Regions from separate parts of the Sus scrofa genome. Here region 1 is linked to region 2. The links are chromatin contacts, called in public Hi-C maps. All regions are on one chromosome and are shown on one strand. The core of a region is the stretch at or near the end of the contact, and the rest is flanking DNA. Distances in the headings are between cores, read along the strand shown.

What was found. A called contact is a pair of places that touch in the nucleus more often than the background predicts.
Region 1: a contact with region 2 is called in a Hi-C map of retroperitoneal adipose tissue, with 2.3 times the contacts expected there. The contact joins two enhancer-like sites. A contact is called at or near these places in 12 of 47 Hi-C or Micro-C datasets (alveolar macrophages, brain, embryonic fibroblasts and 6 more) and 2 of 2 datasets of contacts at active chromatin or transcription factors (alveolar macrophages and skeletal muscle).

What each region holds. Positions count from the first base shown.
Region 1 is chr13:147,252,102-147,258,550 of Sscrofa11.1, forward strand. It overlaps SLC35A5 (probable UDP-sugar transporter protein SLC35A5), which reads right to left. Exons shown (of 7, transcript XM_013982457.2): 7 at 601-6,449. Among named protein-coding and RNA genes, the nearest start is that of ATG3, 24 kb to the right of the region's middle. Within about 2 kb of position 3,495, at least 17 of the 83 cell types and tissues checked have an H3K27ac peak or open chromatin away from gene starts, as enhancers often do. A contact at or near this core is called in omental adipose tissue, retroperitoneal adipose tissue and skeletal muscle, where this site is marked.
Region 2 is chr13:147,064,461-147,071,632 of Sscrofa11.1, forward strand. It overlaps CD200R1L (CD200 receptor 1-like), which reads left to right. Exons shown (of 6, transcript NM_001244415.1): 6 at 1,896-2,301. The coding sequence ends at 1,980. Among named protein-coding and RNA genes, the nearest start is that of CD200R1L, 43 kb to the left of the region's middle. Within about 2 kb of position 4,346, at least 10 of the 83 cell types and tissues checked have an H3K27ac peak or open chromatin away from gene starts, as enhancers often do. A contact at or near this core is called in omental adipose tissue, retroperitoneal adipose tissue and skeletal muscle, where this site is marked.

The DNA of each region.
Region 1 (6,449 bases), core at 2,245-4,744, 190 kb after region 2:
TACCCCCTCCTCACAAACAGGAGACACCCTGGGGTATCTTTATAGAACTGACTCTCAAAGCAGGAGTTTCAACCAAGAGGAAAAATACACACCCAGGAAATTACACTTCATCGTGATTTGCTGTGGTCCTGCTTCCGCTCCATCTTCTTGAAGCAGCTTCTAGTCTTTAGCAGAACTTCAAAGATGGCATTTAGGGTCCAGCTAAAGAGCAACTGGGGAAGGAAGGTTTTACCTACAACACTTTGTGACAAATATTGGGCCTGATGAGAATGTTAAACTTTGTTTAAAGATGAGTACACAGGAGTTCCTGTCATGGCTCAGTGGTTAATGAATCTGACTAGGAATCATGAGGTTTCGGGTTCGATCCCTGGCCTTGCTCAGTGGGTTAAGGATCTGGCATTACCATGAGCTGTGGTGTAGGTAGCAGACGTGGCCCTGGATCTGGCAGCACTGCTGTGGCTCTGGCATAGGCTGGCGGCTACAGCTCCAATTCGACCCCTAGCCTGGGAACCTCCATATGCCACGGGCGCAGCCCTAGAAAAGACAAAAAAAAAAAAAAAAAAAAAAAAGAAAAAAGAAAGAAAAGATGAGTACACAAAGTTTATAGAAAGGATTTATACAAAAGACATCCATGCACCGAGGCTCAAAAAACAGCTCACCTACAAAAAGGAAACAAATTATACGCACACACGCATACATAACATATATAATACAGCAGGGAAATATTTAACTTCTTGGTAACACTAAATGATAAAAAAGAGATTTCTGATGAAAAAAAAGTGACTTAAGAATTATTTTTAGGGAAAGTCATCATTTATATTAAATGGCTATATAAATTAATAAAAATGTAAAACCTCTTTGAGCAATAACATGACTAAAAATCTTGCACTTAGTAAATAGCTATTAGATGCGGAAAAAAATAAATAAATAAAACCTCAGGAAGAGTATCTGCCAAAAACACTTTCAGAAGAGAAAAGTCTATTTTAAGACAGCTCCCAGCTGAGAAATGAACTGCCATTTAAAATTTATGAATAAGTTATATCATGCACAAATAAAGTTTAATTAGCTGTGATAATGGGATTACAAACTAAAAGCCAACCTATTAATTCTTGAAAGAAAAGGTGCAAAGGAAAACATTTAAAAAGAACTTCCAAATTACATTGTATTCATGACAGCATCAAATCTAAGAGGTACCACATCCTGCTAAGAAACACTCTTAATTAAACAGATTATTTTGTCATTTAGAATTTTCATTTTATATCTTGCTTAAAGAGCTTTTAAAGACTTTATTATGTAGCATTCTCTGATTACATAAAAAAGGAAACTATAAGTTAAATAAATTAAAATATTTCTAAAATGTCTTCCCATTTTGAGGCTGTATCTCTTGAGTCACATTTTGATGCAGCATCATAGACGTCTGAGGTTTTCCAGGCAGAGGGTTCTCTGCACCACTGAGAGATGTGATGATGATGAAGCATTTTAAGAGAATTTCTCTGCTATCTCCAGGGTTTTCTTCTAATCTACTGACATTCATTGTGTAAAATTTTATGCTGGCATGTTCTTAATCTTACCAAGAGGTATTGATAAAAGATTTTCAGACAACAATTAGGACTCTTATCTTCCCCTCAAATGGTCCTTAAGTGGTTTGTTGACTGAAACATCAGGAAGTGGTATTTATCCAGCTATGCCAAATGCCTGCATGTGCAAGCAAAGACAATTTCATCCTTCTGCTAGGGGGGAGCAGCTATATTAACATGCCATTGCTTAAAGCACCCCAATTTCAGAGATGGTAATGTGAAAACACAGGAGTCTTAAAATAGATGAAATCAAGTATAGTAGACCTGGATAAAGTTCTCAGAGCTTATTAAGAAAAACTGGGAGTGGGAGGAAATGTAATACCTAATTTCCCCATCTTTCAGTGAAAGGAGTCAATAACCATATTTTAATTTTTGAGGATGAAACATTTATAAATAAAGTTCTACATTCGTTTAAAATATGTAACAGTAACTACTAGAAATGAAACAGACAAAAATGCAAGTTGAGCAAATCTAAAAAACACCAAAAATCTTTCAAACTGGTTCAAAATATCCAAACCAATACCAACTTTCTCAAAAAAGTTTTTGTACAGAGGACAGGCGAAACAATAATAAATTCAATAAAAATATGCAAATGACAACAGAAAGAGTACAGATCTCATTTTCTAACCAAGTGTATAAAAACTAGAAATTAACAAAAGTATGAGTAAAATCCTTAATGACACTACCCTTGACTCAAAACAGATTTAGAAAATAATGATAATGCTGTATTTTAAAGTCTTTCTGACTAGCCTAAAGTCTACTTACTCCAAGAAATTCTTCTACTAGCTATAAACATGCTCTTCAACAAGCAAGAAAATAAATGCATTTGAAGTAGATCAGATGGAAAAAAGATCAAAACAAACTTTAGAAAAGCAGAACACAATAAACTTCAATAAAGTAAAAATTAATTAGAAAATGCTCATTAACCTATTTAAAAAAATAGAGACACTATTCATACACAAAGTTAAAAATGAGAAAGAAAACACGACTCTGGCAAAAGAGGAAATTAAAAGAATTAAGAGAATGATTCATAAATTCCTAAGCAAATATGTTTGAAAATCTGGATGGTTAATTTTTTGGCATCTGTGTTTTAAATGATCAAGAGTGAACCAAGAAGAGGATGAAGAAGAACCAGAGAATGTTGTAGAAAAAAAAGTGCTTCTCAAAAAAGTACCACGCCTAGGCAATTTTATTGGTGAGTTCTTTCAAAGCTTCAGGGAACACACAAAGCTGACGTTTTAAAAAATCTTTCCAGGGCGTCTCGGCCAATGGGAGTTGGCAGCTTGAGCCACACCACATCCGTGCGGGATTGTTAGGGACATGGGGTGATAAATCCCAGCAGGATTAAATGCATCATCAGCATTGTCAGCAGGTTTCAGTTATCTGGGCAGAGACAGGATGGCGCTTGAAGCAAGTAAAATCGCAAGTGAGGACAGTTCTGCAGGACTGTTAGGGAGTTTATTGTGATTCTATTTGAGCGACATTATCACCTCACTAAACTCCTATCTGAATTGAAAATTGACTGGTTTAATAGCTTGATATTTTAATTGTAAATTTGGTTTTCATATAAAAATTGTAAGCAAGGAGTTTATTCTCCATGTTTGTATCCATTTAAATAATAGTAAGGAAGAAAAAAGGTCTACACTGAGATCTGTGAGAGGTTTTTTGTTTCTGTTAAAGGAAGGATACCTATTACTTGATTTCTGAAAGTCTGCTCTAGGCTTCAGAGAAGGAAAACAACTCTCCTTTGCATTTGACTTTCTCTGCCTCTTATCCACACTAGAATGCTAAGAATTCTCAGGAAAAACCAGGACTTAGGTAAAAGGAGAAGTTGCCAAGGAGGCCCTGGGCTGTTCCGGTCAAGGCCGGGCCTGTACCAGGGCAAAAGTAGTCCCTGCAGCTCCACAGAACCTAATCCAGCACACAAGCAAACAGGGCTTCCACATGGTGGTTTAGAGGCAAAAAGCCTTAGAGTTGTAAACAAAGTAACTCTGCCCCAGAGCCTCCTCTGCACTCCAACTTGAAAACCTACCGCAGCAGGACAGTGCCGGCCGAGGATTTGAGATCCTGGGTCTCAGCCACATCCTGCTTCCCCCCAGGATCAGGCATACTGCTGGACAGAAGCCTGGTCCTTTGACCAGTGACGGAGCTGGAGTCAGGTCACTGCAGGCCACACCTGCGGTCCAACCAAAGGCTATTCAGAAACTATGACAGGAGCAAATTCAGTGCATTAGTGGTAGGTCATAACTGCTTAGAAGAGACTCTAAAATTAGGAAGGGACTTCAATCACTTAGACCAACTTCTGTACTAGTGATGGACTCTCTTCTAAAACATCCTGCTGATAAAATCTCCCCTTGAACACTTGAGTGATGGAGAATTTACTACTATTCTCTCCTACTCTTTAGAAAGGCCTTCTCGTCTGTTGGGAAGCATCATTTGTTAGGAGCGTTACCCTATAACTTGTAGTGTAGTTTGGTTCTTTAGGACAGGAAAGAAGTCTACTTCTCTTTCCACATGACAAATCATTCCTCTCCCCAGGTCAAATGCTTGATCCAAGATGACAGGATATAGTTTCTAGAACTCTCAGCTTCCAATTCCTCTCCTATTAAAACACTGGCACCCACAAAAGCCCAGGCTTTCCTTAGTATCCACAGGGGATTGATTTTAGGACCTACTGCAGTAGCCGGCCCTCTGTGCCTGTAGTTCCATATTCCAGGATTGAACTAACTGATGATCGTGTTGTACTGTATGTATTTATTGAAAAAAAAATCTGTATTTAAATGGACATGTGCAGTTCAAACCTGTGTTGAGAGGTCAAATGTACTGCAGTGCATCTGTATCAGAACTTTACATTTTAGTTCCAGCTCCTTCTCTCTCTCTAAATAATTTGTAAGTTAACATGAGTAAACATCACTCTGGGCAAAAAATGCTTTCCTGAAAAGGAGGGTGGAAAAAGTAACTGTAAATGAGAAAATCAATCTCCACGAACTAGTAGCATCTGCTATTGAATATATTCTGTAGGCCATAATTTTACAAGTAATATTGTTGCAGTTTTATCTGTTGCATAAGATAAATATGTTTTGTAGGCTGTATTTCTTAAAAGTGAGGTCTTCCTATAGCTGATTATATTTACCTTTAAAATGAACTGCCACAAGAAAATAATCTTCCTGTTTCACATAACTCTGGTGGAATGCCTATGACAAAGTAAGCAATTTTGCTATCCTCAGAAGTCAAGATCTACTAAAAGAGAAAGTTTTTAAAAAGTTCTTTTTTTTAAAAAAGTTGTTTTGAAATTAAAAATACTCTGCATTCTACCTCACATGACAGAGCGGCAACACAAGAGAAGGATTTAATAATTACTTTATTTATAAAATTCTACCAATTCTTGCCATTTATATTATTCTGAGTATCACAGATGGATTATATAATATTATCTTTTGCTTATCTGTATGAAAACTAGGGGAAAGGAGATGTATGGACTACACGAAAATGACATCTTAAAGCTCACATTTATAGGGCAGCACTCTGTAAACACACAGCACTGTTAGCTGAAGCTAACTCTTGTCCTATTGCCACCCAGCTGTATGCCTTGGGCAAGTAACTTTTGTTTACTCATTGTTTAAATTACCTATCACCTGATTTCTCTACCTCACAGACTCAATGTGATACATGCAAAAATACCTCAAAAATACCATGCAGTTTAAGCGTGAAATAGAGTTACTATAAGATGATTTATTACTGGCCTTCCTCTTTTTACAGTGACACTATTCACATTTCATTAAAAGTTATTTCTTTGCAAAATGACTCTTTTAAAAGGAACTCTTGGAGTCCTCACTGCGGTGCAGTGGGTTGAGATCCAGAGGTGCTGCAGCTGTGGCACAGGTCGAAGCTGTGGCTTGGATAGGATCCCCGGCCTGGGAACTTCCATATGCCATGGTTGTGGCAAAAAAAAACCAAAAAACAAAAAAAAGGAACGCTTCAGCATTAGTCATACTGACAATCTGGCATGATTCTGAAGCCAGTGCCTCAAACTTTAGGAACAAAATATGATATAAAAATATATAATAATCATAAGTTGTATTTAAGAACTAATTAAAATGGCTTATTAGTTCTCCAAAATAGAATAATTCAAGAGTAATGTGGTCAAGCCGAGAAAAAATCTACCATGGCTGGTTTAGGTGATGGAAAATACAAATAATTGGTGAATAGGCACTAACTTTCACCTAAATTGAAGCTTATTGGTGCAGAAAAACATCAAAAGATAGTCACTAAAAATCAAATTCCGTAGGAATTGCTAAAAACTAAAATTCTGAGATTTTGTTGAAAATTTTTCTTTGGCAAAATATTTAGCACAGACATTACTTTCAAATCAATGTTGTGGGCAGTTATTAAAATCCTTCAAACAAACTTTTGAGGAGTCACACTGCTTTTTAACTGCAAAATGACTATCTCCATGGTGTCAAAATTTAAGGGACAACTTAGGTAATATTTATGATGATAGAAAAGGGAAGACTATGGCATGCCAAGCAAACTACATAATTATGAATATCTGGCAAACTGGTATCCATTTGCATATTAATAGGGTACAGCTCACATGGTTATTACAAGTTTTTTGGAACCTTGGAGAAACAAAGAAAATAATCTGCGAATATAACCTGTTGACCTACCGGGCCATTAATGCAGTCTCTACATTATTACTCTTATGTCAGTTCCTTGGAACTTTTTAGCCTTTGGGTACTCTAAACTTTGGCTGGAATTACTTAGGGAGTGGTCAGATATATGCAAAGAGTTTTACGCTTTAGAAAGGTTCTTGGTTTATCAAAATGCAAAGATAAATATCATACATGCTTAAAATGTGCAAATAAGGTTTGT
Region 2 (7,172 bases), core at 3,096-5,595:
TCTAGAAGTTGGCATTCTCCTGCCTTCTTCCCAGTGACCTGTAGCTTAGAATTTTCTGGACTAGAAGAAAGAAAGAAATAGGAAGACTCAGAAATTCTTAAATTTCTAGACTTTTCTCTTTTTAGGGCACTGCAAGCTCTCTGCATTCCTAAATAGCCACAATAGGTCATAAAGATGGTATAGCAGATGTGCCCAGGATCTGTGTGTAACCAGGCCCAGTGAGAGTCAGAGTCCACAGTGTTCAGATGGGAAGCAGTTCCCTCTGCTATTTTTCTCTCTTAGATTTGTGTCCACCTGTACTTCCTGGGTAGAAAGCTGAGCATTTCCTTCTCAGTGCTGGCCATATGTCTACACTGAGAGCTGTAGTTCTGTCTATTGCTAGCTTCCCACATATCTCTAGACACAATTTATACCTGAAATGGTATTGAAGGGCCAGAGGACCCCCAAATTACATTGTGGGGGTGGAATGGAATCTTTGCCAGAAGAGGACAGCATATCTCTCTAAATTCCAAGGGGTGGTATTTCTGTGGATTGGATGGATGGATAGAGAAATCATGGGAAAAACACAGTCAAGTCCTGGAAGCAGGGTCCAAAGGGCTAGGATCTCCAAGGGTTTATTTAAATTGCTTTGCTAAGGCTACCTATAGCACTCACTTTGATGTATTCTGAGTAAATTAATTCCTTCATTCATTAAATGTTCATTAATTACTTGATATTTGTCAGCCATTACACTAAGCTCTAAAAATAAGTAAGTAAAATGTGAATCGAATATTAAATAAAATATGATCCTTAAAGATTTCATGGTTGGGAGTTCCTGTTGTGGCACAGTGGAAACGAATCCGACTAGGAACCATGAGGTTGCGGCTTCAATTCCTGGCCTTGATCAGTGGGTTAAGGATCCTGCGTTGCCGTGAGCTGTTGTGTAGGTCACAGATGTGGCTCAGATCCCGCGTTGCTGTGGCTCTGGTGTAGGCTGGCAGTTGTAGCCCCAATTCGATCCCTAGCCTGGGAACTTTCATATGCCTGCCACAAGTGTGGCCCTAAAAATATAAAAGACCAAAAAAAAAAAAAAGATTTCACAGTGAAGAAGATAGGCAAATAAGCAGATCACTAAAATCCAGTATTGATGTATTAAAAAAGGTATATACCTTTAGCAATCAAAGGAAGGAATACTCAGTTCTTACTGAAGATGTGGCTTGTAGTTAAGGAAAAGCATTGGGTACATTATGAGGCTTTCAGCTGCAAGAAACAAAGTAGGACTCTGACAGTTAATAAGGTCATTTACTATTTTACATAAGAAGGCATCCAGAAGTAGGGCCAACTTCAAGTCTGGTTGTTTCAATGGCTTTACAAAGCCTTCAAGACTGGATTTTATCCTTTCTCTGCTCTGCTATCATCAGTGTCAGTGTTTGCTTCATCCTCAAGCTGGACGTGAGTAGGTAGCAGCCATCCCAAGGCTGTAGCCAGACACAGCATGCCCAGAGGAAGAAGCCTGACCATTTCTTCCCCAAACCCATTTCTTCCTCTGAAGAGTGAGGACCAAGAGCCCCCATAGGCTTCCTCTCTTGTCTGATTGGTCAAAGTCACAGATACAATCTCTAGCAAAGGGGCTGAGATTATGCTTACACTAATTAGGCCTTTCATAGAGCTGGGCTAAGGTCAGTGCCTTTCACCAAGCATTCACCCTGGTGGGAGGGAGTGACTAGAGACCTGACCAAATTAGGGACTCTGTTAAGAAAGCAGAACTTGAGAATGCATGTGAAGCCTGGATGAAGATGATAATGGTCAAACTGAGTCCTAAAATATGCAGAGGAATGCTACAGGTAGACAAGGGCAGGGAAGAGAAGACATCATGGATAAAGGCAGGGAGCTGTGACAGGGTGTGTCTCTTTCAGGGCAATGGAGAAACTGTATCATCTCCTCACACAAGTCCCACATTTCATGAAGTCATCTGGGGACAGAAGATTGCTATTCTACTGAGAATGCCAGGAGTTTTGCAGATCCAGCAAATCTTGATGAATTTATCACATTTTCTGAACAGAATGTCCAAATCTTCTGACTGATTCACCCAACACTCATTTTAAGATCACACAAGGAGCCAAGAACATTGGTTGCACACAGTGGAGAATCAAAGAGAGGCAGGAGGCTTCAGGCTGGAGCAGCAGTGGTCGGCTGGATGACATCACTCATTTTTGAAGGGTAGGACTCATCTCTGGGCTGGGTAAAACTGACAGAGTTGAGATACTTCTCCTGGTCTGGTGTCCCTTCATGAAATATGAAAATAAACGATTGAAGACAGTGTTTTGAGGATAATCGTTCCATATTTATAAATGTCCTTGGGAAGGGTGCTATAGAAATGCAAAGTCTTGTTATTCATTCCACCTTCTTGCAAATGGCCCTTGAGCCCACATGGTATGTAGGAAAAAAGTTCCTGATGTATCCTTCCCTAAAACTTTTCTTCTACTTAATACACAGAGCCCCTACACAGAGACACCTCAGACATAGTTTCCCATTTCTAGTCATGTCCATTTTTCTCTAAACCTCCCCACACTGAGGAGAGAGCTCCTTAGAGGTATGGAAATCACCAGAGAGGAAAGAAATGATCATCTCACCCCAGGTAGAAGGAGACCACAGGACTAATCAAGAGAAACTGCTTTTTTTTTTTTTTTTTTTTTTTTTTTGCTTTTTAGGGCCACGTCCACGGCATATGGATGTTCCTAAGCTAGGGGTTGAATCAGAACTGCAACTGCTGGCCACAGCCACAGCCACAGCAGTGTGGGAATTTGAGCTGCATCTGTGACTTACACCACAGCTCACGGCAATGCTGGATCCCCAACCCACTGAGTGAGGCCAGGGATTGAACCTGAATCCTCACGGATACTAGTCAGATGCAATTCCACTATGCCACCATGGGAACTCCAAAAACTTTAAATTTAACCAAGAGGGAGAGAAAAAAAAATGCACAGGCTCAAAATCAGAAAAAATACATAAATTTAAACAAGATACACTAAAATAAGAAGAAATGTGAAGTTCTATCAAATGTTAAGATGCTTAGGGGAGGAGAAATGAATTATGTTTCAAATTGCTATTATGACTTGCCTGTTAAGAGGAATATGATCCTTCCGGGAAAACAGTTGTATGTGACCATGAGATTAATCATTTATCTAGATCCTTAACATGATGAAATGGACATCTTTTCATATTCTCTTTTATGCTATCTTTATGAAAATGGAGAGCAAGAGACCTATTGAGCAGGGTAGTTTGTGGCCGACACAAGAGTATCCCTTTGTTTCTGAAAGTCATTGTGCCTACTGCACAGTTTCCTGGGGTTCCATGGAAGTCACAGACCCTGGAGAGGAAGCAGGTCTCCTCCTTTGTGAGTGCTATGTGGACAGGTCGTGCTACTGGAAAGATGAAGTTTGTATGTTGCTGCTGACCCTTGGAATGGAGGTAAGCATCTTAGTACAACTGAATGATGCTCTGGGGGAGATAGGAGATGGACAATGTTGTGTATTTTGTGTCTGACTACATGAGTGTACAGTTTGTTTACAGTTAATGCACTTCCAGTTTAAGGCTTCTGACCTGAGGACACCAGCTGCTACATAACACCTTTTCAAAAAAATTCTCCCACAGATTTTCCCATATTCCGTGCAATGGAAAATCACAACACAACACATTTACAAGATATTGAAAACCAAGGAACGGCCCAAGATGTCAGCTCCAAGGAACTACAGTAAACGTCTGGGGACTAGAAAGAATGATTAAACAACTAGCATTCCAACAAGAAGCATCTGTCTTTTGTCATTCTCCCCAAAGCAACATAAAATATGCAGAGGAAGGCAGCCATTTCAGTGGGGGCGCAAGAGGTCAGCTGTTTGTAACATTTTCCACCATTCCCTTACAACTAAAACCCAAATCCCATTACTTTCTGACTGCCTATCAAAGGAGGCTGTTTTCAGATGCAGCCTAAGGAGGACTAATCGCTATCCATGGTTCCCTGTGGCAGCCTCTGCCTCCTGGAGGATGATTAAATGGCAGAGCCTAGAGAGGAGCTGGATGTGAAACCTTATCCCTATGCCAAATTCCCCTTGGGTATTTAAATTTTTTGTTTGTTTGTTTTTTTCTTTTGATTTTTTTTTTTTCAGATTTCTATCCAAAACATGCTTTCTTTGGCAGTCTCCCCAAAGGGCTGTGAAGTCAATGCATAAACTATCCAACTCTTACCTCCACAGGATGGTAAAATAGACTTAAGAGTCTCAAACTGCCGCTGTTGTCAGGCAAGAGCTCTGGCCAGCGGAAAGCAGCAGATACACTGGCAGTGCACACGCATAGGCTGGAGGATCACAGAGCAATCCATCAGCAGACTGTCATCAACACTGAGGGCGAGGCTATCTATGTTCATCCAATCACTCCAAATCTTTACTCAGTTTCTCATGGTTAATAGTCTTCTTTTAGTTAATGGCTACTTGTCAAGGAAACTAGGAAATGTCGAATTTATCACTATATTTTCTTGTTTATGGGTAAAATATTAGGGTAGTTCCACCCTATCTTTGCAATCTGATTTTCTACTACATTTGCTTCTCTTATTCTTATGCACAGACCTACTATCCAGCTTTCTCAGAAATTCCTCCCCAGCCCTTTCTGGTTGCATTTTCTGCCTGGCTTGTTCTGTCTCTCCTTACTCCCATCCCTGCCTTTCAAAAGGCTACACTCTCTCCAATGCTACTACTTTAACAGGCACTACAGACAGATTCTTATTGTACCAATCTTGTTGTGGCAAAGGCAGTCTCAGTTCCAAAGAGCCAGGCAGATGGGAACAGGCTTTTCTCCACAAATGCCTATGGGACAAATGACTGGAGGACCACATGCTTCCTTAACTACCATCACATTTCAATGCAGCCATGGTGGAAGAGAGGATGGAAGGGCCTGATGCACTGGAGTAATTTTTTTCATGCTATTAGAATGAGTATGAATGAGCACTCTAAACATAAATGATTTCTCTTTGTAATTCAGGGTAGAGCTAAACTTTTTAAACTCTATCTACACATTCCAACAGATACATAGAAAAGGTCTGGAAGATTACAAGCATACACAGAAAACTAGGTAGAAGGGAAGGGAGGCTTTAGCTTGATCTGTAATGTTTGGATTTTGTACCAACAATGTATCCATGTACTCTGTGTAATTAAAAATAAGAGCTTTTGGAGTCTCTTGTGGTGCAGCCAGTGAAGGATCTAGCATTGTCACTTCTGTGGCTCAGGTAGCTGCTGTGACGTGGGTTTGATCCCTGGCCTGGGAATTTCCACATGCTACTGGCATGGCCAAAAATAAAAAATAAAACACATGTGAAAATTAAAATATTGAATGAATGCATTAAAATAATTTAATGAATAGATAATACAGATTTAAAGAGTGTAGCATTTAAAAAAAATAAGAATTTCCAAAAGATTTAAAAAATAAAAAGTAATCAATCCTAGGTACTTTCTTGTGAAAAGGTAGGGAAAGACTTGTAGGATTTACTAAGGCCATGTAAATGGGCTGAGTTTGAAGCTGAGGATGAGCATAATAAGCTTGGGATGAAGCAAGTGAAATTTGACATATAGGCGCAGCTGTGACTCTGCATTATTTATTCTTCATACAGGTGATTTCTCTGGCTTCCCTGAATATCTGTTTACCAGCCTAAAGAATTTATGATTGAAACTCAAGTATTAATCAAAGGCACATGAGGAAAGAGATGAAACATACAATCCAAGTTCTGCCATGGATATGCCTTTTTAATTAGAGAAACAGTATGAAAATCTGATATTTATGACTGTCTCATACTTTCAAAGCTGGTTTCAGTTCCATGTATTTTAAGTTGTATGTAAATAAATTTCATTTTCTAAGAATCCTTGCTTTAACCAGTATGGCTTTTTAATTAATTTTTTCATTTTTTTGGGGGGGCTATTTTAGGGCCACACCCATGGCATAGTCAGGTTCCTAGGCTAGGGGTCAAATCAGAGCTACAGCTGCTGGGATCCAAGCCACCTCTGCGACCTACACCACAGCCCACCGCAACGCCAGATCCCCAACACAGTGAGCAAGGCCAGGGATTGAACCTGAATCTTCACGGATCCTAACTGGGTTTGTTAATCACTCAGCCATAAAGTGAACTCTGTTTTTCATTTCTTGATGCCTCTGTTTTTTGAGGTACATGAAAGGTTAGAAATAACTTAGAGTTCTCTTATGGCAAAGTGGGTTTAGAATACGGCATTGTCATTGAAGTGGCCCAGGAAATTTCATGTGTTGTGGGCCCAGCCAAAAAAAAGAAAAGAAATAATTTTAATAAGCCTGTAATTATAAAGATACTGAACAAAAATAATGTTTCACTTATAAATCACCAGTGTTTGAGGATTCCAAACTCCTGTCTCATTGATGAATACCTACAATGGTTTATTTTAAATAGACTATGTCCTGTAACATTTTTATTTCCATTTCATGACTCAGCTTCTCCCTGACAATTAAAGGTATCCTTAAAGATGGATTCAATGGCCAGAATGAGGTTATCTTCTCTCTCAGACAATTTTTCTTTGGTTACACCCACAGCATAAAGAAGTTCCCAGGACAGGCATCGAACTTTGCCACAGCAGTGACTTGAGAAATGACAGTGACAACGTCAGATCCTTAACCCGCTGTCACCATGGAACTCTTCTCAGACTATTTTTATTGGTGGTAGCCTTTTGTTGTATCTGATGCCCTTGTGATTTCCATGGCACTTACAATGATACAGTGTACATACAACAGATGATGATTTAACACAAAAGAAGTTTATTAAGGACTATTGGGTGGCTCATGGAATCTCTGTGGCTAGAAAACCAGTATTGGGAAATGGCAGGAAGAAACTAGTCTAATGAGGAAGACCACTGCTACCTCAGCTGCTGGTCCATAGTGTATGCTGTCGGTTAGAATACCACCATTACTGCCACTGGGTATGAGACACTTCCTCTGTCCTTGTCTTCCTGTTTCCATCACTAGCTCTTGATTCAAGACCCTGGATAAATAAGAACACTTGGCAAATCATATCTGGAGCACTTGGTAACAGCTGCCAGAAGAAGTGGCGAAGTAGTTATCTTGCATTTTCTGAGTCTAGAGTAGAAGGAAAAGCTCTTCTTCTTACCAAGATCAAGAAAGTGGAG